7 separate regions of the Mus musculus genome follow, and all the other regions are linked to region 3. Evidence: chromatin contacts called from public Hi-C and promoter capture Hi-C data. All regions are on one chromosome and are shown on one strand. Each heading gives the region's core, a stretch centred on a gene start, on an enhancer-like site or on the middle of the called end of the contact. The rest is flanking DNA. Distances are from core to core; before and after follow the strand shown. Region 1 holds the start of Ttc32 (tetratricopeptide repeat domain 32). Region 2 holds the start of Laptm4a (lysosomal-associated protein transmembrane 4A). Region 3 holds the start of Odc1 (ornithine decarboxylase, structural 1). Region 4 holds the start of Rhob (ras homolog family member B). Region 5 holds the start of Sdc1 (syndecan 1). Region 6 holds the start of Pum2 (pumilio RNA-binding family member 2). Region 7 holds the start of Gdf7 (growth differentiation factor 7).

Region 1 (2,831 bases), core at 259-2,758, 8.5 Mb before region 3:
GTTCCTGTCTGTTCATTTACCATTTATATAACTTATAGTTTGTGGCAAATTACCACAGAACTAGTTCTCTCTTGCCAAGGTTACCAGTTGGTTAGAGACCCCTTGGGAGGTAGCTGGGGATGGCAGAGGGTAGGAGGGGCTGCCTTGAAGCAGAGAACAGACATGACCTGGGTTCAGGGAGGCTCAGCAGCGGCTTAGGACATGAGCTCTGTTTCTACTTAAGGTTAAATTTCTGTATGTTCATAAATGAGGAAATGGCATTTTAAGACTTTTTATTATTTGAAGTTTTAAAGACTACAAGCCTCATTCAAGAGGAAGCATTTGGTCTCTTTTCTTTGTAATAAACATGAATTAACTGATTTTGAGTAATGCTGTAGTTATCATCAAGCTTATCCCGAGCTATGCCATGGTTCAGAGTACTCTAGTGGCCTAAATGTGACCCCAGCAGCCACAGCATGCACTAATGTGGCCGGTCCCAGCATTCTGGTAAGCAGTGTACCTGCACAGGCACTGCCGACCTCTCTCATCTGCCATACACAGCTCATTATATTTTGCTGAAATGTACTTTAAGATCACTTTTCTGACCGGGCAGTGGTGGCACATGCTTTTAATCCCAGCACTTGGGAGGCAGAGGCAGGGAGATTTCTGAGTTCGAGGCCAGCCTAGTCTACAGAGTGGGTTCCAGGACAGCCAGGGCTACACAGAGAAACCGTGTCTCGAAAAAACAAAACAAATCACTTTTCTTTATTCTCAGAGCTCAGATCAAAAGTTTTTCTGAGACATTATTTGAAATAAACATGAAAACAAATTCTGAAGGGAAAAAAGGACGTTTATCCCATGTTTCCTTCCACTATAATGTAGGGAAATGTGGCATTTGCATTGTCTTCACATCCACAGACACATCCTCGGACACACACAGAGACATACACAGAATATATATCACATGGGAGAAAAAGCTAAGTCTTTTTAGGAAAATATACAGTGACTGAAGTGGCAGAGAATTGTTACCATAGAGACTACAGAAAGTTCACACTCAGAAACATGGACAAATTTGTTTCAAAGTAACAGAATATTAACTCTGTTGCCATAGCTCTAGACGCTTATTTTGGGTATCTAAAATGAAAACAGCAATATTATGTTGCCCTCTACTGTCTGCTTCTATAATTATTTTCTAAAAAAAAATTTTTTAAAGACTTCTTTATTTACTATGTATACAGCATTCTGCCTGGATATATGCGCACCACCACCGCCCGGCCATGGGCACTGTCTGTCTGTCTATCTATCATCCATCTAATCTAATCTAATCTAATCTAATCTAATCTAATCTAATCTAATCTAATCTAATCTAATCTAATCTAATCTAATCTAATCTAATCTAATCTAATCTAATTATGTATACACATGTCACAAAGATTTAAATTCTCTTAATTTCCCGCGAACGGCGTCAGGCGCTACCAGTTGTCTCGCGATACTACGGGTCTTCAAACAGGACAAACGTCCTTTTCCTTTAGCCAACGAAGTCCCGTGAGCGGTAGCTGTGGTTCCGCTTCCACCCGGGTGAGGCGGTCATGGCCTTGCGGCCAGGCCGAGAGGGCGGAGAGAGCTCGGCCGCCCTGGCCACGGCGCAGGCTCGCTTCTCCAGGGGCGAGTTTGCCGAGGCCCGGGAGCTGTACTCCGCCTTCATTGGCCAGTGCGCGCGTCACGGGAGGTAACTATCGCGAGAGCGGGCTGGGCGCGTGGGTGGTCCCCGAGCCACGCGCGGACCGCGGAGTCCTGGGCTGCCGCTTGGTTTCCCCAGAAAAGATCCCCTCCGAGCCCTGTCCTTCGGGGAGGGGACGCCTTGGTCTCCGCAGAGGCCCAGGCGGCAGGAAGCCGCTGTTCTGGGCAGGGAAGGTGGTCGTCCTCGGAACCACAGCGACGCCTTTGTGTTCCGGACGCGAAGGTTCCGGTTCAGCACCCGCTTAAGCTAAGCACAGTCGCTGCACCCAGCTGTCCCGTTAGTGTTTACCACGACGTCACAGCACACTCCTGAAGTTAAGGGTTGTTAATGTGACACCGCTAGAACATCACAAGAGTCCTTTCTGTAGAATATCAAGCCAGCGATGAAACGTTTATTGCCCAGTACAGTTCTTTGTTACTTTGATATTTGAGTTCGAGCAGCTTATCAAGATGTGCACTCTGACCCCTCTATTCCCACTACGCTTTGAGTCTTTAGAAAACGGGGTTGTATGTCGAGCCAAAATCTGATAATTATAAAAATTTTGACATTTAGGGGTCTTGGTTGCATTCTGTTTTCTGCCAGTTAAGGAATTAAAAGGCAGTAAAACTCTCAAGCCAGGCAGGTAGCAGCGGAGGAGGAGGAGGTGGTGGAGGAGGAGGAGGGTGCCACGACTAAGTACAGCTTATGAGAGAATCCGCTAATGAGGAAAGGTTTCCTAGGGGTGAGAAAACTTGAGTGGGCAAACAGATAAAACCCTCGGCAAAGCGGAAGAGGATTTCAGGAACCCGCAGATCCACTCCTTTGAGGGTTTAAGGAACTGAGGGTTGGTCAGTTTGAGCACAGAGCCCTAAGCATGTCCGATCCAGCTTTGAACTTGTGTAGTAGTAGCATAGCAGAGCCATCAGCGGGGGTGGGGTGGGGTGGGGGGCTCTATTGGTGAAAAAAAAGTAGAAAAGCCTTTTTAGGCTGCCGGGTTTTTGTTTCCGGTCAGCCGGGTCAGGAAGAAGCAGGTCAGGTTGGCAGTTCACTATATTTATTATCTAGTCTCAGCTCCTCTCTTGATACATCTGCTTATCAGGGAGTCTTACTCTTAGCCCCTCCGTATTGTTTG
Region 2 (2,995 bases), core at 151-2,650, 8.6 Mb before region 3:
GTCATAAAACAAAAATAGAAAGGAAAAGAGAAAGAACGGGGAAGGGAAATTGAGACTATGAATTAAAGAGGGGCTGGGAAGATAACTCAGTGGTTAAGAACACTTGAGGACCTGGGTTTGGTTCCGAGTACCAACATGGAGGCTTACAACCAGTCGTAACAACAGTTCCTGAGAATCCAACACCCTTTTCTGGCCTCCAGTGGGCACTTTACCCACTGAGCCATCTCCTTATGCCCAGTCCATGTTCTTAACAGACATATATAGTATATTTTCATTAATAAACTTCTAGCATTGTCTACTGGCTTCAATTATGGTAGGCAAAACACTCATATACATAAAACACAGTCTTCTAAAAAACCAAGTGTTTTCTGCTCTTTCAGATGCCTAGAGTTCAGTTCCCAGGACCCACATCAGGCAGCCTGCAATTTCAGCTCCAGGGGGATCTTATGTCTGCTTCTGGCTTCCTCTAGCGACTGCTACACATGTAGCGTTTTTTCACTCACACACATATTCTAGGAACCTTAAAGACCCACAAATCCTGCATCCCCCTCATTTGCTTCCTCATACACTAGGCTAGCTGGCCAGAGAGCTTGCAGGGATGTCTCCTCACTCAAGACATCTGTCTGGCTGTAACAGCTGGGTTTTACAGAAAGGTAAAGCCACAGCGTCTGGTTTTCCATGAATCCTCACGATTGCTTTGCAAGCACTTTACCCACTTACCACCTCTTCATATATACTATATTTTCATTAATAAAATTCTAGCATTGTCTACTGGCTTAAATTATGGTAAAGGCATGGATTTTGTCCTGACATCTCTTCCCTTCCTCTTTCCAAAATACTTTTGAGGTTCTTTGAAATTATTCAGTGTTTATTTGATTATGCCTATTATCCACAGCTGCACACTATGGTACAGTTTCATTCCTTCTCAAGGTAGCTACAAGCCTTGTTTGTTTGTTTGTTTGTTTTTGAGACAGGGTTTCTCTGCATAGCCCAGGCTGGCCTTGAACTCAGAAATCCACCTGCCTCTGCCTCCCAAGTGCTGGGATTAAAGGCGTGCGCCACCACAGCCCGGCTGATAGCCACAAATCTTAAAACAAATACAAAATAAATTCAGTCAAAAACTTGACTCAGTTAATGAGGATCATAAGATGTTAGAAGGAACTATAGAGTGAATATAAAGCACCCATTGTTGAAGTAAAAATGATAACTGAATCACCCAACTTATGTCAAATGGCTTTCTCTGAGAAGAGGTATGAGTCAGTGAGTCTCGTGTAACATGCTGTAGAAATGTCCAGCATCCCACAGAAAGTTGAGGCTCACTCTGGCATCAGAGCATGCAGAAAAGTGTGGCTTGTTTCTCACTTAAGACACACTCTCTCATTCTCTATTTTTTTTTTTTTTTTTTGCTTGTTTTTCTGGCCTATTTCAATGTCCTTCACAATCTTTCTCTTCAAGAAGAAAAAAAAAATCACTATTATCTGTATAAACTCAACAGCTAAGCGGTTTCTCCACTTTATCATGCTGTCATTTTCCTTAATCCCTTGGCCTTTGGCAGAGTCCAGTGGTATTTATTGGCTCCCTCTAAGTAGGCTTCAGAGAGATGGGGGAAGGACAGAAATCCAATCCTTTAGCCTACTTGCGAGCCCTCCTTTCTGGTCTGAGCCTAGAGGGCCACGCCAGAATGGTAGCCACGCCCCTTCCCGCAGGCACGCCCCGACAGGCCCAACAATAGAGCACGAATACGTCACGTGGGCCTCGCAGTGACAAAGACAACGTGGCGAAAGACAGCGCCAAAAATCTCCGTGCCCGCTGTCTGCCACCAACTCCGTCTTGTTTCACCCTTCTCCTCCTTGCGGAGCTCGTCTGGGAGACGGTGAATTACCGAGTTACCCTCAATTCCTACAGCCCCCGACAGCGAGCCCAGCCACGCGCACCGCGGTCAAACAGCGCCGGAGAGAGTTGAACTTTTGATTGGGCGTGATCTGTTTCAATCTCCACATCTTCTCCAATCAGAAGCCAGGTAGCCCGGCCTTCCGCTCTTCGTTGGTCTGTATGTGGCAGAAGGCGGAGGGAGAGATTCCGAGCCGACGTCCCGCGAGAGCGGCGCCGGGCGCCCAGAGCGCAGGCGCACAGGAGTTGGCAAGGGCCCGGGCCGAGGGCGGGCCAGAAGACGCGTCCTTTGGCTGTGGACACCGTCGTAGAGTCGTCTGGGTTGAACCGCTGGGCCGAAAGCTTTTGTCAGGGGCCTGGGCGAGAACGAGGCCCGCGAGGTTCCGGATGGTGTCCATGACTTTCAAACGGAGCCGCAGCGACCGGTTCTACAGCACCCGGTGCTGCGGCTGTTGCCATGTCCGCACCGGGACGATCATCCTGGGGACCTGGTACATGGTAAGGGCTGGCTGGCAGGGCCGCTCCACCAGGCCAGTGCGCCTGCGCGACAAGTGGGCCTGGTGGGCAGGGGGCGGGGACGTGAAAGTTGTTGGGGCGCTACTTTTCGGGGTGCTTTTAACTGTGAACTGAGGCTTTACGAGATGGGGCTCCCCAGGATTTGGGAGGGGATGGGAATAGGATCGTCATTTCGGGTTCGGGAAGTGCGCAACCCTCATCCCGCCCCACCCCCCCATCGAAACAATTATTGTCCCGCAGTTATGCAGCCAGTTCGGACGTTTTGTCCGAATCGAAAGCGAAATCCAGTTCGGGTGCCTCCTGCAGTTTTTGTTGAGGCGTTCGGTGATGTAGCCAGAGGTCTCTGTTTTGAGTCTAGACGTTAGCCAGAATTTACAGTGGGTCAGATTTTCCTCATTACACCCCCTCCCTGCCTTGTCAGGTGGGTTTTCATCCCAAGGCCGCCTTGGTTTGGAAGAGATGTTTATTGAAAGCCTGCTATGTCCTTACTGACATTTTCTGGGCTCCAGGATCTGTGTGATTCTGTCACAGCAGATGGACGGGCTTGTTGGTTCCATATTCGGCAGAAAGTCTTGTGACTTAAAAAAAA
Region 3 (2,700 bases), core at 45-2,544:
GATAGGGTCTCACTATGTAGCCGTGGTTGGTCTGGAACTCTTTGTAGACTATACTGGTCTCAAACTTAAGAGATTTAGCTGGTCAGAGAAGGAACATACCTTTAATCCCAGCATTCTTGAGGCAGAGGCAGGTAGAGTTCCACTAAAGCCAGGGCTAAACTGAGAGGCCAGGTCTCAAAAACAAACCACCCAAACCAAACAAAAAACAAATAAACAAAAGCCTGCCTCTGCCTGAGTACTGGGATTAAAGGTGTGGGTCATCTGGCCCTGCTCAGGCCCTTGAAAAGCTTCAAGTTTTTTCCTTTGCTGTGATTCAAGTTAGTTTTTTGGTACTGCTATGGTATCTCAACGTCTGGGCTGGGAGAGGGGTTTTAACTGAGAATTAACAAACCATTAACATCGTATACATAGTATACATAGTAACAAATTGTAGTGTTCGTGTGTTTTTCCAATACTGAATATGTAAGTCAGTCCCACTTGTTCTTTAACAATGTAACTTTGGTGGATACAAATTTACTGCCCAGACTCTGTTCGCATTCAGGCTTCTCAAAGTTGTAGCTACCCTGAAAGACAGAATAAGAGAGACAGCTGGTGGCTGTCCACCACCTCTTACCTTGTCCCTAACACGCCTTTCAATACGACCCTTGCTTAGATAGAAGGCGTACTTAGCATGCAACTGATGCCTAACATCTAGTTGGAAGCCACCAACATAACACGGAGTGGCCGGGTCAGCCTCCGCGGGCTTGTCTCTCAGCAAGCTTTCAGGCTTAGGCATACAGGGTCGTGATGCAGGGTCAGTCTGCGCCACCAAGTCTAGTCTATGTGGCCGGCGCACAGCTCACGGCCCATCCATCCTCCGCTTGCATCTGCGATACGCCTGCCCCGCTAGGGAATACCACCCCCTGAATGGAAAGCCGAGGAAGAATTTTGCTAGTCTTCCAGGTCTGGGTTCAGCCGTTAGGACCTGGAGAGGGGGAAGAGATTGTGTGCCTAGGCGGAGAGGTAGGGGGCGAGAGACTGGCGACCAGGTACATGTGCGCATGCACCAGCCGACTCCCGCCCGCTGCCCATAGGGCCCTGCGGCATGCTGGCAGCCAGGACTGGTGATGTGGTGCGCGTGCGCAGGCCTGCCGCAGGGCGTGTCCGACACGAGGCCCGGCGGGGAGCGCGGGGCGTATGGGCGGGTGGGTGGGCACGCGCTGCGCCCCGCCCCACTGACGCGCCCGGCCCGCGTCCCCCGCCTCCGGCGCCGGGACCCGGGTTGGCCGCCACGGAGTCCCCGCCCCTCCCCCGCGCCTCCCGGCCGGAACCGATCGCGGCTGGTTTGAGCTGGTGCGTCTCCATGACGACGTGCTCGGCGTATAAGTAGCGGCGCGTCGCACCGTCGGGCTTTGTCAGTCCCTGCAGCCGCCACCGCCGGCCGCCCTCAGCCAGCAGCTCGGCGCCACCTCCGGTCGGCGTCTGCGGCGGGCTCGACGAGGCGGCTGACGGGGCGGCGGCGGCGGGCGGACGGACGGACGGACGGGCGCTCCTCGGGGTTTGGCGGCGGCGCCTCCATGGGTCAGGCCAGCCGGGCCACCGTGCTGTGAGGTGAGCGGGACGCGGGAGGGATGTGCGGCCACGTGTCGCGAGGCCCGGACTGCGGCCGCCGGCAGGGGACACGTGGCCCGGGACCGGTGACCTTGCGAGCCGCCGCCCTGAAGGCAGCTGCTCCTGGACCTCGGCTGCAAGCCCTCGGATCCCCCCATGGGAGCCCTCTTCGCGTCAGCCGGACTCAGCGCTCCACTTGCCCGGGTGATGATGGAGGGCAAGCCCGCGGCAGGTGCAGGGGAGCGCGGCCGCGAGCAGCGGTCCTGCAGTTAGTTTCCTGCTGCTTTCTTTAGTTTCACTACGTGTACAGAGCAGAGGCGATGACCCGGAGTGGAAGTTGGTAGACCAAATTTAGTCTGGGAGTCACTGCTAATGAATACCCACCAGCTGTGACTTGGAATTAGAACTCCTTGAATGACTTAGTGGTTTAGGGGAAAACGGGTTCCCGGCTGTCCCGGAAACCCTACTCAGAATCCTCAATAACTGGAAAAAGTGTGGGGGGCAGAGCCTGTCAGGAATGTCTGGGAGAGGACAAAGAATGTAGTGGTTTGTTTTATTCAAACCTAAGATCGGGCAGACTTTGACTGATTGGAATTCTTTTCTGTTTTAATTGGCTTATATCTTCCAGAGTTACCTTCTTGTGCTAATTGTCTGACACGATTTAGCTACTTCCCATACCAAAATGTGTTAGTAACATTTTTCTTTCAGATCTTATCTATTATATTATTTAGGCAAAGCTACAGAAAGGCAAAACAGTATCTCAAAGCTTTTCGTGTTTAAACCGGAAGGTTGCCTGGAAAATACTTAAGACCTAAAATTACAAAGTTACTGCCAAAGCCCATTCATCAGTTGTAAATGATATACAACGAGTTGGCTGGCTCTCTTCTCTAGTCTTAACTTAGGAGAGGTTTAGGCAGCTAACGGAAGTTGACATTGCCAAAAGTCTCGTTAAATTAAGGCTTAACATGTTTAACCATGCATGGATTTGGATTTATGGCAGGCTCTTCCCCGTGGGCCTCTCATAGTGTCCCATGCTAGAGCAAATTGTGGCTCCTAACCATTGCCCAGCCTCCGTGCCTGTAGGCTGCAGGCACTGAAGTGGGTCACACA
Region 4 (2,781 bases), core at 164-2,663, 9.0 Mb before region 3:
GCCATTCCAGGGGTCTATGTTACAGACATGGAGCAACAGTAGTGGCTTGCTGGTTACAAGCAAACCTGCTGGGGGCGCAACCACTCTGCGTGCCCCTGGGGAAACCAGAGGCGGGGGTGGGGCAGGAGTCGGGTGGGGTGTAGGGAGTCGTACACACACACAACCACACTTTGAGGCCTGGCTCTTTAGAAAAGGATGCTCAGGAACCCCTTGGCACTCAGCAGGGTGCCCAGGCCTGTGCCACACAGCTGGACACACACAGACACTGGGAAGGGGGAGCTCGGTGCCCACGCTAATTCTCAGCGTGACCAGCCAGAGCCACCAGCAGATGTCAGGCAGTCTGGTGGTGTCCTTGGGGGCATGGGTCTCCCTTTCTCCCGGTTCGTGGGCGACCGGGCCAAGGAGGGGGAGCCACGCTGGCAAGGGCGTGAGGCAGGACGCGTCCCTCATAGCACCTTGCAGCAGTTGATGCAGCCATTCTGGGATCCGTAGCGCTTCTGCAGCGCGGCGCGCGTGGCCGTCTCAAAAACCTCGCGCACGCCCTCCTTGGTCTTGGCCGAGCACTCGAGGTAGTCATAGGCTTGGATGCGCACCGCCATGGCGCGGCCGTCATCCGTGCGCACTGGCTCCTGCTTCATGCGGGCCAGCTCCGTGCGGACATGCTCGTCGCTGCGCAGGTCTTTTTTGTTGGCCACCAGGATGATGGGCACATTGGGGCAGAAGTGCTTTACCTCGGGCACCCACTTCTCGGGGATGTTCTCGAGAGAGTCCGGGCTGTCCACCGAGAAGCACATAAGGATGACGTCGGTGTCCGGATAGGAGAGCGGCCGTAAACGATCGTAGTCCTCCTGGCCTGCCGTGTCCCACAGCGCCAGCTCCACCTGCTTGCCGTCCACCTCGATGTCCGCCACATAGTTCTCGAACACGGTGGGCACGTACACCTCGGGGAATTCGTCTTTACTGAACACGATCAGCAGGCACGTCTTGCCGCACGCGCCGTCGCCCACCACCACCAGCTTCTTGCGGATGGCCGCCATGAGCTCGCCGGGCGCGGGCAGCAGGAGGGGCCCGCGAGCGCCTCGCCGCCGTCCCGCTCCCTGTTGCTTGCCGCTCCCCGCTCTCCCGCGACTGCGCGCTGCGGGCTAGGCTCGCTAACTGCACCTGGACCCCGCGGCGGCGCGGTCTCTCGGGGCGCTCCGGTTGCCTCGGCAGGGGCGCAGGGGCATACGGTGCACTGAGTGTCGCCGCGCCGCTGCCGCGCCGCTGTGGTCCTCGGCGGTCCCGGAGCTGCGCTGCTTTGTGCGAAGTGATGGCTGATGCTGCGGACCCGGCCTAGCTTCTTTCCCGGGGCGGGTTCACTCTAGACCTAGGGTACAGGGGCGCAGACGACGACAACCGAACTGCGGTGGCAGATGCGGGCTGCGGCCCTAGCGCCCGCTATTTAAAGAGTCCGGCCACTTTCTTAATATAGCCACCCAATGGGAAGCCATAGGGCTGAGCTCATCGCTGCGGAGCTTGGCTCCGATTGGTCGCCCGCTGCAGTCCGAAGGCGGGTTCGCCTTAGCTTGATTGACTGCCCTGTCCGCGGGGCTGGGAGAGGCGTTGACTGTGGAGTCTGCGCGGCGACCCGCCCCGTGGGGTTGTGTGGCCGCCGGGTCCCCGCCTTCGTCGCAGCCTCTCTGAGTGCGACATCGTGGAGCAGGCAGCCTGGAGCCCTCCGGGTCTGGGTGGGCAGTTCCGAGACGAGCTACACTCTTGTGGGGCGTTGGCTGCTCCCAGGGCTTCAGCTTTATCTAGCTTCCGAGCGAACTACGGGTGATCAAGCATGGGGGAGGGGCGGCGCCTTTAACGTGGTTTTGTTTTCACTTAAACAGACACCGGTGCACGGTTTTGTTACCTAGCCAAGGGTTTCGTTCTTTCTTAACTTTGTTTAGATAACTAACCCCTCGTGTGCTCTGGGCCGAATTCTGACACTTACCCAGGGCAGCCTTTTCACTGAGAAAGGCTAACAGTAAATTGTGTGGGCCTGGGTGAGTCCCCTCTCGGCTTTCTCTTCAAGGCCCACACTTAGGTCTCCGGGTGAAGAAGATAAGGGGAGGAATCTAGGAGACACACAGCTGTAGGACAAAGGAAAGCGAGGTGCAGGGCACTCCGCTGAAAAAGAAAGCACCCAGCTTGGGCAGGCAACCTTCACCCAGTCCTACCACATTACATCTGATTCTCGCCCTAAAGCCAGAGAACTGCTTGAAGTACACTGTGCAAGGAAACCCATCTATCCCAACAACTCTCATGGAGCAGATGAAAAGCTTCAAGCTGGGAAAGCAGGCATGCGGCCTCGCAGGGAACTTGCCGGTGGGCACACGGTTTCTGTACAGAGGATGGAGTTTCTTCATACACACCAGGTCTTAACTCGTGAATTACCACTTCCTGCAGGAGATGACACCTCTTCCTATCTTAAAGGATTTAAGCCAGTCCACTGTAAGAAATAGGAAAGACAGAAAGCTGCAAAGGGCGTCAAAGAGGGCCTTACCCCGCCCCCAAGAGAAACTGAACAAAGAAAAAGGAGGAAAGAAAGTGGGGAAATGGCTTAACATTGCTGCGTGGGGTCCTCATGGAGGGCTAGGCTAGGGGTACCAGCTAAGAGAAAGCTTTCTCAGTGACCATGTCATGATGACCTTATGACCCATTTCTTTGTCTCTCTCTCTGGACTGTGAGTTGTCCGAGGGCCAGGATTTCCTCCCACCTGAGCATCATGAAGACCTAGCACTATGCTGGGCCCTA
Region 5 (2,849 bases), core at 137-2,636, 8.8 Mb before region 3:
CCACTGTGTTAGGAGGCACCTGCTTTTTAGGTCCTAAGCCTTCCTGAGCCTTGCTATTGGGTATTCTTTACCAAGACCCTCAAGGATCTAGGCAAGAACTGGGCAGGATCTGTATGTAGCCCATAGTTAGACCTAGGGCAGCTGAGACGCCAAAAGGGAGAGTTTCCTGAGGACAAAAGTGTTCAAACACAACTGGGTGCTGGTTGTTGGGCTACTGCTGGAGGTGTGGTGTGTGTAAAGGAGGCTGTTGAATTCCCAGAAGGCTGGTTCCACAGTGTAGAGTCTACACTGGGGACTTCCCGAGACGCTGAGCCTCAGATCTAGCTTCTCAGTCCAGGCCAGCTGATGTGGGGCTGAGGAACAAGGATGGATGCCATCTATGGCCCCTGCCTTGCAGGTGCAAAGGGCCTTTGGCACCATCTACAGATTGAGGGCAAGACAGGGCTGGTTCTTCCTCCTTGCTCTCGCTGCTATCTGCCTCGCCTGTAGGCTCTCTGGGCTCCTTTTTGGACTGACACGTCTGAAGGACGTTGGAAACTGTGAGGTCCAGGCCCCATAGAGAATCATGAAGGAACAGGAATTCAACTGGAGCTCCGCAGCTGGTTAGGCCTGCGGTCACCTGGAAACAAAGAGGCCATTTATTTTTTCCTTTGGTCTTGGACAAGGAAGAGAAGGGGCTTTCTATAAATAGAAAGACAGCAAAAAAGAAAATAATAATAATAATAATAATAATAATAATAATAAAAACAATAACAAAGCCAGCTCTTCCAGACAGTGCTCATGTCTTTAAAGGTCTTTAAAGGTCTGGAGTTCCCAGCAATTAAGTAAAGGACCAAGACCTCAGGGGTCCCCTATCCTCAGCCCGTGGGGAGGTGGGAACCATACATCGATCCCTCGGTTTATATATAGCCTCATCGCTGTGGGGCTCCGAGGTTGCCCCCAAAATCTTGCTCACCTGGAGGACCCCTGGGTGTCCTCGCCCAGAGGGCGCTGCAGCCTCGCACGTAGAGAACTAACAATCGCCCTTCTCCAGGGCAGTGCCTCCGGACTCCGGACCAGGACATAGTAGCGAGTGCACCTGGGTCTCCGTCAGCTACGCATCAAGGAAGGTGCGACGCGGGAATTACAGATTGCCGGCACTCACCAGTGCTCAGGGGAGGAAGGTGGGACTCAGACCTGCAAGAGCTGAAGAGTGGGGTGGGCTTCGATCCTAGGAGGCGTGGAAGGGGGTGTGGCTGGATCCCTGGGGGGTGGGGCGCTCCAAGGGGCGGGGCAACCCAGGGGGCGGGGCCCGAGGGGTGGAGATTGGGACTACCCAGGCCCGCGGAGCTGGGGGTGGGCGGCTAGTTTTGCAACTGCAGAGCCTTTGGGTTTATTATAAGGCGGAGCTCCGCGGGAGAGGTGCGGGCCAGAGGAGACAGAGCCTAACGCAGAGGAAGGGACCTGGCAGTCGGGAGCTGACTCCAGCCGGCGAAACCTACAGCCCTCGCTCGAGAGAGCAGCGAGCTGGGCAGGAGCCTGGGACAGCAAAGCGCAGAGCAATCAGCAGAGCCGGCCCGGAGCTCCGTGCAACCGGCAACTCGGATCCACGAAGCCCACCGAGCTCCCGCCGCCGGTCTGGGCAGCATGAGACGCGCGGCGCTCTGGCTCTGGCTCTGCGCGCTGGCGCTGCGCCTGCAGCCTGCCCTCCCGGTGAGTGTGGCCCGGGGCAGGGCTGGGAGGCGGCGGGAAGCCGGGACTCGCCACTCGCCGATGCCATGCAGGCGGCAGCACGTGGAGGGGGAGGGGAGCGGGGACTTCTTCCCGCGCTGCCTGGCGGATCCTGGGATGGTGAGCCCTTTAATGAGGACTCCTGTCCCAATTCCTCTACGGTCCGTGGATGCCAGGAGGCTATCCCAGCTCGTGGTCCGGGCGTCCTGCAGAGTGGAACCTCCATTGGTTCCCCGCTCCCAATTAAGTAAAACGACTCCACATGGGTCTGAGTCCGCCGGCCTTAGGCGCTCCGCCGGCCTTAGGCGCCGCTTGGAGTTGCTCTCTCCCGTTGCTGTCTTGCTGGCCATCTCAGCGGCCTGGCCTCCGCCAGTGTCCCGGAGGGATGCAGTGGCCATGGCCACAACGCCTTTTCCATAGACCCTAATTCAAACCAGACTGCAGGCTGCACCCCCAGCGCCGCGGAGTCCGGGCGCTCGGCCCTTTGCACCGGGGCAAGTTTGGGCACAGCAGAGCCGGCGCGGGAACAGGGGGAAGCTGACGTTCGGGGTGGCGGGAGGGACGGGATTAAGGCTGTTTGTGGGACACAAGAGGGTGGCTCAGGGACCTTCGGTTTTTCTCTGGCTGCCCCAGGTGAGCCGGGCCGAGCTGGCAGCGGGAGGTTCCGGGAAGTTGGCTTCAGAACGCTGAAGACCCTAAGAACCCAACTTTGGGGTCGCTGAAGTTGTGCTGCCCCCGGAGGGCCTCCTCCGCATGGCCCGCGCGGGGGACCCTCCCCGCGAGTGGACCCCGGTACGGCTCTTCCCCTCCCCCGACTCGGCTTTGTGCTGAAGCCGCGCGTAGGGAAGGCGGGTCCCTTGGCCCGCCCAGTAGGGCCGCGGGGAAAGAGGGACGAACGTGGAGCTGGCGACTGGTGGGGGAAAGCTTCTGGGTAGGATGCAGCCATCCACCTTTGGTGGGGGTCGGTCTCTCTAATCAGCGGCTTGGCCGACAAAGAGCTTGGTCGAGGGTACCCCAGAAAGTGCTCTCCCGCCCCAGCCGCCGTCCGCTAGCCCGCCTTCCCCAACGGGGGCGCTTTGTTCTCGGCCCCTGTAACCCTTCCCTGGGAACCGCCCCGCAGCGCTGGTCCTTGACGTGGG
Region 6 (2,857 bases), core at 41-2,540, 8.9 Mb before region 3:
TTGGACTTCCTAGTCTTCAGACGCTTGGGAAGTAAATTTATTTTCTTTATTAATGACCTGATTTAGTATTCTGTCAAAGCGATACAACAGTAAGATTTTTATTTATTTATTTATTTATTTATTTTGGTTTTGGTTTTTTGAGACAGGGTTTCTCTGTATAGCCCTGGCTGTCCTGGAACTCACTTTGTAGACCAGGCTGGCCTTGAACTCAGAAATCCGACTGCCTCTGACTCCCAAGTGCTGGGATTAAAGGCGTGCGCCACCACGCCCGGCAAGATAAATTTTAAATCAGTCTGTCTTTATAATGATGAAAACCCAAAGAGCTGTGTTTAACAGGCACTAGGATACATCACATGAACAAAGCACATACAGTCCTTAGCCTGGTAGAGCTCACAGATGCCTAGGGAAGACACTGAGTTAATTAAAAGGCCCTGGATTGTCAAAACCAGGAGGTAAGCCATTAATTAGGAAGTTGTCCCATGAGGGCCTAAACTCTCCAAGAGAGGTGTGATAGAAAGTGGTCCCAACGACTGCGACCAAATCTTTGGAGCCATTGTTGTTCCCTGCAGATTTCAAGGAAGGGCAAGACAATTCTGTAACTGGTAATAAGAAAACATTCAGTCTGATACATAGCCAAGGTAGTTTCTTTTGTGCTTACCCAGTACCCCTGGCTCATCAATTGCAGGAAGTCAGTAACACTTGCCTACTGTAGACGATAACAAGGTGCATTTTTTTTTTATCCCTAAACCTCCAACATTTGAGTGGAAAAGGGGAGATAAACGTTGAGCGGTAGGGCTGTATTAAGGTCTACAACTCCTGTAGGTGCCAGCATACCGGAAGTAGGGGGAAAGAGACTTCAATTTTGGGGTGCATGGGCAGCAGTGCTTACACACAGGCAGTTTAGGGAGAACAATGAGATATCCGGGAGGAAGCGGTGGATGAATAAATTCAGTCTCACACAGAAAGTCGGGGGTTTGCAGCACCACACGAGGCGCGTGACCAGCCCCGGGAGCAGAGCGCCAGAGGTCCGGCGTGCAGGCCAGCCCTGATCCCAGAAGGTAAAGGCCGGGAAGTGCACGCCCGATGGCGGCCTCACCCGCGAGGAGAGCGCCGCGCCAGTGCGCACGCGCGGAGCCCCGGCCGGCCCCCTGCGCCCGGCGCGCGGGAGAAGTACGCACTTCACTGCGAGGCGTCGCGGCTGGGTGAGTGCTCCCCCCTTTCTCCCGCAGTGCTTTGCGCGCGGCCGGTGGGCGGGGGAGGGAGGGGAGGGGAGGCGGCGGCGGCAGCCATGTTGTTGTGAGTCTCTGTGCCTCACCCTCGGTACTTCGGTGGTTCGGAGGAGGAGGGGGAGGAGAAGAAGGAGGTGGGGTGGGGGGGAGGGAGGTAGGAGGAGGAGAAAGAAGACGTCGCCGCCACCGGAGGCGGAGGGGGAGGACGGACGGCCGAGAGCGTCGCCGCCGGTGCCCAACGGTCGGTGTCCCCCGGCTGAGGCAGCGCGGCCGCAGCAGCCCTGTAAGTCAGCCCGCGCTCGCTTCGTCGGGTCCGTGGGCGCCGCGGGGGCCGGCTCTGGGCTTTGTGTGGCGGCCTCCGCGGGAGCAGGCCTCGGGCGGGAACGGGTCGGGCCTGGGCGGGGATCGCGGCGGGCCGCGGCCTGGGCCCCGCTCGCACAATGCCGGGGGAGGGGAGCCGGAAGGGGGTGTGCGCCGGCGGGGGAGGGGGCGCACTCGCCGCTTTCCCGCTTCCTTCCCGCGCCCCGCGCCCTTTGCCGGCCTTAGTGACCAGATCCGTGTGGGTGCCAGGCGGCCTCCAGCCCCTCGGTGCCCACAGTCTGGAAGAAGCACGGTGAATCCAGAGAAACGTGCGAGGTGGAAGTGGGTGAAGCGGAAGGAGTGGGTTTATGAGAGCGAGGGTGGGTGGGCGGGGGTCGCTAGGTTGGGGTGCGGGGTGGTCCTCTGGCCTGCGAGTGTCCAGGAAAACCTTGGCAAACGGATGTGAATGTGAAAGAAAATCGGGACTGGGGTTCGACCTGTTCAGGTGCCTTAGAAAGGAACGTGGTGCTTTTTGTTAGGGGAACATCTCTTCGGTACCCGAAGAACGAGGAACTTGAAAGCCGAAGACCAAAACAGCGACTTCAGATATTCGAACCTTAGTTTTGCTTGTGAATACGGTCAAATTTGAGGGGAAATAAACTGTGCGGAGTTTATGGCCGAACACGTGTAAAGTTAGTGCTTCTTCCAAGAATACGGCTTTAGAAACCCTTCTTTTTCCTCGTAGCCTTTTATTCTGTAACAGCTGAACTTTTGGGGAAGGGAATGGAATTCAGACGTTTTATGTACAAAAGAAGACATGCTATGATAGTTTTTTTCAGATTTAAAGAAATCTGGAGGAAGGGGTTTTCTGTGATGATTTCAGGAGAAATGTTTTTAAATGCTTAGCAGGGTGCAGTGCCTGGAAACGATACAGTGTGTCACGAAAGCAGTTTTAAGGAGTTACCTTGGCGTGTTTGAAGCTTGTTCACCGCTTAGATTCGTGACTCCTAACCATGTGACCGGGTGAATGGAGGATGGTTTAGGGAATTCTGGCCAGGAATCCTGTTAAAAATACAAAGATGGATTATTTTTAATTGGTTAATAATAAGCCTCTGTTGCTAGTCCGATATCCTGCTGTTTATAAATGATTTACATCATGTGACCAGTCATAAGTAATTGTCTGCATGTTCTTTAACTGAAGAATGTCTTTAAAATGATTCTGGGAGAGATTAAGTTCTGTAGGGTTGTCTTTGATGTTTTGGAGCACAGCTGTTCGACATGAAAAAGTTACAATAACTTTTTTATTTCAGAAACTTGCTACAGTATTC
Region 7 (2,748 bases), core at 172-2,671, 9.2 Mb before region 3:
AGTTCTATGTATGGAAACAAAGCTGTCTGTGCGTACATGCTGCGCACTGAGTGTGTTTCTGAGATGGCTGATGCGTGGTAGCCACAGCCTGTTTTCCCACGCTGGTATCAAAGGCCTGCAGACTGCCAAAGGCTGCCTAGCCTCACTTTTCAGCCCTACTTGCCTTCCTTTCCCTCCTGATTTCCAAGCTAGATCTTTGGCTGGGCAGAATTGAAGCCAAAATTACTTGCATTTCCGCCTGAAATTAGTTAAATTTTCCCTATCTGTCTGCTTTAATGACTTCAATGGAGATTAATAAAAGCCAGATGACACACACATACTACAACCACCCCACAACCCCACCCACATCCTACCTTTGGAGGGCCCTACACAGGGTAAAATGTGATGTTTGAGCTCCAACCATCCCTTTTCTCCCCACACAAGCCGAGGCCCTGGACTCTGGCTGCTGGGGCCTACTGTCACAGAAGGAAGGCAGGCACCCAAACTCTCTTCCCATACACAAGCCACCATCCACCCGAAACGGCCTGCCTGAGAGGGGTCCTTCTGATACCGAGAGGCCATGACTTTAATTGGATACCAGCTGCTCTACCCTGAATTCCCCTGAGCTTCAATTTGTGTATAGTCCCCAGTCCCCCGCTGAACACAAGGCACTACCATCACTGCTCTCGTCCCTCTTGGCGGGAACTCAAAGGCCACAACTCCTGCCCTTCTTTCTTCTCCCAGGGCTCCAGGCCCAAGGCTACACTAGACCCTTCCCCCAAAGAAGCGGATCTTGAGCTCCGCTTGGCTTGAGGGGAACCTGCCAGCCTGTTCTGAAGAGCGGCTCCCACTCCCTTAGCCCTCGGAGACCAAGCCTTGACTGGCTTAGGGGTTCGTGAACAATGACTTCGAAGACAACTTTTTCTCTCCAGCACCTGAGGATAACTATAGGGATCATAGTTCAGGATCGAATCGGGCAGAGGCTTGCCTCCCCCGGCTCGTCTCCAGTCAAGAGTAGACGGGATGGGCTGGTGCGCAGAAGACGCGTAAAGTACCTTGAGTTGCTTGGTCTGTGAAGCCGGTGATTGTGTCCACACGCCCGTGCCCTGAAGCTGCCGCGACCGGAGCCCTCCCCGCCAGGCTCCTGTAAAGCGACATCATGAAGTGGTGTGGCACCACCGAGCCGTTCCTGAAGCCAGAACCCGCAGCGCGGCGCACAGCTCGGGGACCCGGAACCGCAGCGGCCTGGAGAGCTGAAGGGCCTGGAGCCCGGGCGAGGGTCCGCCCGCCGCCGCCGCCCCCGGGGCTCCAGGCTGGTCCAGCCCCCGCCGCTCGGAGCACCGCGGCAGCTTCTAGCCCGTCGCGGGGACGGCAAGCGCTCAGCAGCCAGAGACACAGCGCGGCGGCAGCGCTCAGGTCCATGGGCTCCTTGGGCCGGCCGGCCGCGCGACACGGGCTCCGTGGCTCCGGGAAGTCCCCCGACGCCTTTTGAACATAGTGTTTAATAATGGGGGAAGTGTGCGCAGCAAGCCGCTGCCCCCCTCCTCTCCCACCCCACCCCCGCCCAGCGCTCGGAGCAGCGCCCCCTGCTGAACGTTCAACCCGCAGCGCTGAGCCCCCCAACTCAGGCCTATCGCGCAGTGCAGGGTAGAAGTCGCCTCCCCTTGCTGTAGTGCCTGGTCCTTGTCCTTGCCAAGAGAAGGCCATCCGCCCGAGGCTCCTGCCACAACGCGGTGCCCCGCCTCCCCTCCCGAAGGTACTACGAGCCCCCACCCCCCTCCGCCCCAAGACCTCAGCGCACTCCTTGGCTGGAAGATGGGGCGTCTCGCGTACCCGCCCAGCTTCCTCCCGACTCCTCCATGGAGAAACACCGCCCTCCGCGTGATCTTGTGAGTGCTAGGGATGCCAGACCCGGGCCAAGTCAAGACTGGGCCCCTCCCATCCAGCTTTCTCGCCGTACGCCCCCTTGATGGATGCTCATTAGGGAGTTCCTAGGGATGCTTACGATACACATTTGGATGCCACCCTCTCCCGTCCACAGCCCTCTGAAGATAACAGTGGGAGGCCAGAGAAAGGGAGAGGATCTGTGATGAAGGATGAGTGGCTGGAGGGTACAGATGGGCACGGACCGGAAAAGCTTTGGGTGGGCATCTTGAGCCAAAGCAGGAGCTGAAATCTTAAAGGGTTTAATGAATTAGGAAGGCGGGGACCAGCGGAATCCTACTCAAATTAGGTCTCAGGGTTTGAATGTGCAAAGTAATTTGCCCGGGGAAAGGGGAGAGTGGGGCAGGTGACCACATTTCTTCAAGGTCTTCAGAGCAAAAGGCAAGAGTGCAACCACAAGCCCAGAGGCTGCGTTGCAAAGCCATGGAATAGCGCTCGGATGCCAGCATGGTTATAGCACTCTATGAGCATGGGTGGAAAGGGCCACCTCTGGTCTATGCCTGGGCGACTCTTGAGCATACAGACGCTGGGACTTTTGTTTGGCTAACTTCCTCCCCACTCCTGCTCTGAGGGGGGAAGGCGCCAGCATGTGTGTCGATTTAGTTCAGACAAACCCCAGAGCAAGAATGTCCAGAAAATAGACCAACTGTCCAAGGGATTTAAAAGCCTGGACCCCAAATCCATTACTTTAGCATTGTTCTGGATACCAAACTCAGAATCCACGCCCGGTCCGTGAGTCAGGTCAAGGTGCTATCTAAAAGCCTCTTCCTAATAAACTACATAGCCCAGGCTCCCGCGTTGGAGTCTTATACTCCCACCTCGCCC

What was found. Promoter capture Hi-C pulls out the DNA fragments that hold promoters and counts their contacts. A called contact is a pair of places that touch in the nucleus more often than the background predicts.
Region 1: a contact with region 3 is called in a promoter capture Hi-C map of pre-B cells, with 4 times the contacts expected there. The contact joins the promoter of Ttc32 here to the promoter of Odc1 in region 3. A contact is called at or near these places in 2 of 39 promoter capture datasets (cranial neural crest and pre-B cells) and 2 of 484 Hi-C or Micro-C datasets (CD8 T cells and pre-B cells).
Region 2: a contact with region 3 is called in a Hi-C map of CD4 T cells, with 4 times the contacts expected there. The contact joins the promoter of Laptm4a here to the promoter of Odc1 in region 3.
Region 4: a contact with region 3 is called in a promoter capture Hi-C map of pre-B cells. The contact joins the promoter of Rhob here to the promoter of Odc1 in region 3. A contact is called at or near these places in 2 of 39 promoter capture datasets (cranial neural crest and pre-B cells) and 2 of 484 Hi-C or Micro-C datasets (CD4 T cells and pre-B cells).
Region 5: a contact with region 3 is called in a promoter capture Hi-C map of pre-B cells. The contact joins the promoter of Sdc1 here to the promoter of Odc1 in region 3.
Region 6: a promoter capture Hi-C map of pre-B cells shows a contact between it and region 3. The contact joins the promoter of Pum2 here to the promoter of Odc1 in region 3. A contact is called at or near these places in 3 of 39 promoter capture datasets (cranial neural crest, frontonasal cranial neural crest and pre-B cells).
Region 7: a promoter capture Hi-C map of pre-B cells shows a contact between it and region 3. The contact joins the promoter of Gdf7 here to the promoter of Odc1 in region 3.

Annotation. Positions count from the first base shown.
Region 1 is chr12:9,028,489-9,031,319 of GRCm38.p6, forward strand. It overlaps Ttc32 (tetratricopeptide repeat domain 32), which reads left to right and starts at 1,509. Exons shown (of 3, transcript NM_029321.2): 1 at 1,509-1,708. The coding sequence starts at 1,569. Wdr35 (WD repeat domain 35) reads left to right here. Exons shown (of 27, transcript NM_001159527.1): 27 at 1-359.
Region 2 is chr12:8,919,907-8,922,901 of GRCm38.p6, forward strand. Laptm4a (lysosomal-associated protein transmembrane 4A) reads left to right here and starts at 1,401. Exons shown (of 7, transcript NM_008640.2): 1 at 1,401-2,388. The coding sequence starts at 2,053.
Region 3 is chr12:17,543,579-17,546,278 of GRCm38.p6, forward strand. Odc1 (ornithine decarboxylase, structural 1) reads left to right here and starts at 1,295. Exons shown (of 12, transcript NM_013614.2): 1 at 1,295-1,590. Gm22748 (a small nucleolar RNA gene) reads left to right here and starts at 2,568; the gene lies at 2,568-2,700.
Region 4 is chr12:8,498,596-8,501,376 of GRCm38.p6, forward strand. Rhob (ras homolog family member B) reads right to left here and starts at 1,414. Exons shown (of 1, transcript NM_007483.3): 1 at 1-1,414. The coding sequence starts at 1,037. The coding sequence ends at 447.
Region 5 is chr12:8,770,010-8,772,858 of GRCm38.p6, forward strand. It overlaps Sdc1 (syndecan 1), which reads left to right and starts at 1,387. Exons shown (of 5, transcript NM_011519.2): 1 at 1,387-1,692. The coding sequence starts at 1,627. It overlaps Gm4755 (a long non-coding RNA gene), which reads right to left and starts at 1,262. Exons shown (of 3, transcript XR_381238.4): 1 at 956-1,262; 2 at 1-619.
Region 6 is chr12:8,672,969-8,675,825 of GRCm38.p6, forward strand. Pum2 (pumilio RNA-binding family member 2) reads left to right here and starts at 1,291. Exons shown (of 21, transcript NM_001160220.1): 1 at 1,291-1,512.
Region 7 is chr12:8,300,533-8,303,280 of GRCm38.p6, forward strand. It overlaps Gdf7 (growth differentiation factor 7), which reads right to left and starts at 1,422. Exons shown (of 2, transcript NM_001312876.1): 1 at 1,035-1,422. The coding sequence starts at 1,401. It also overlaps a transcript of Ldah not described here.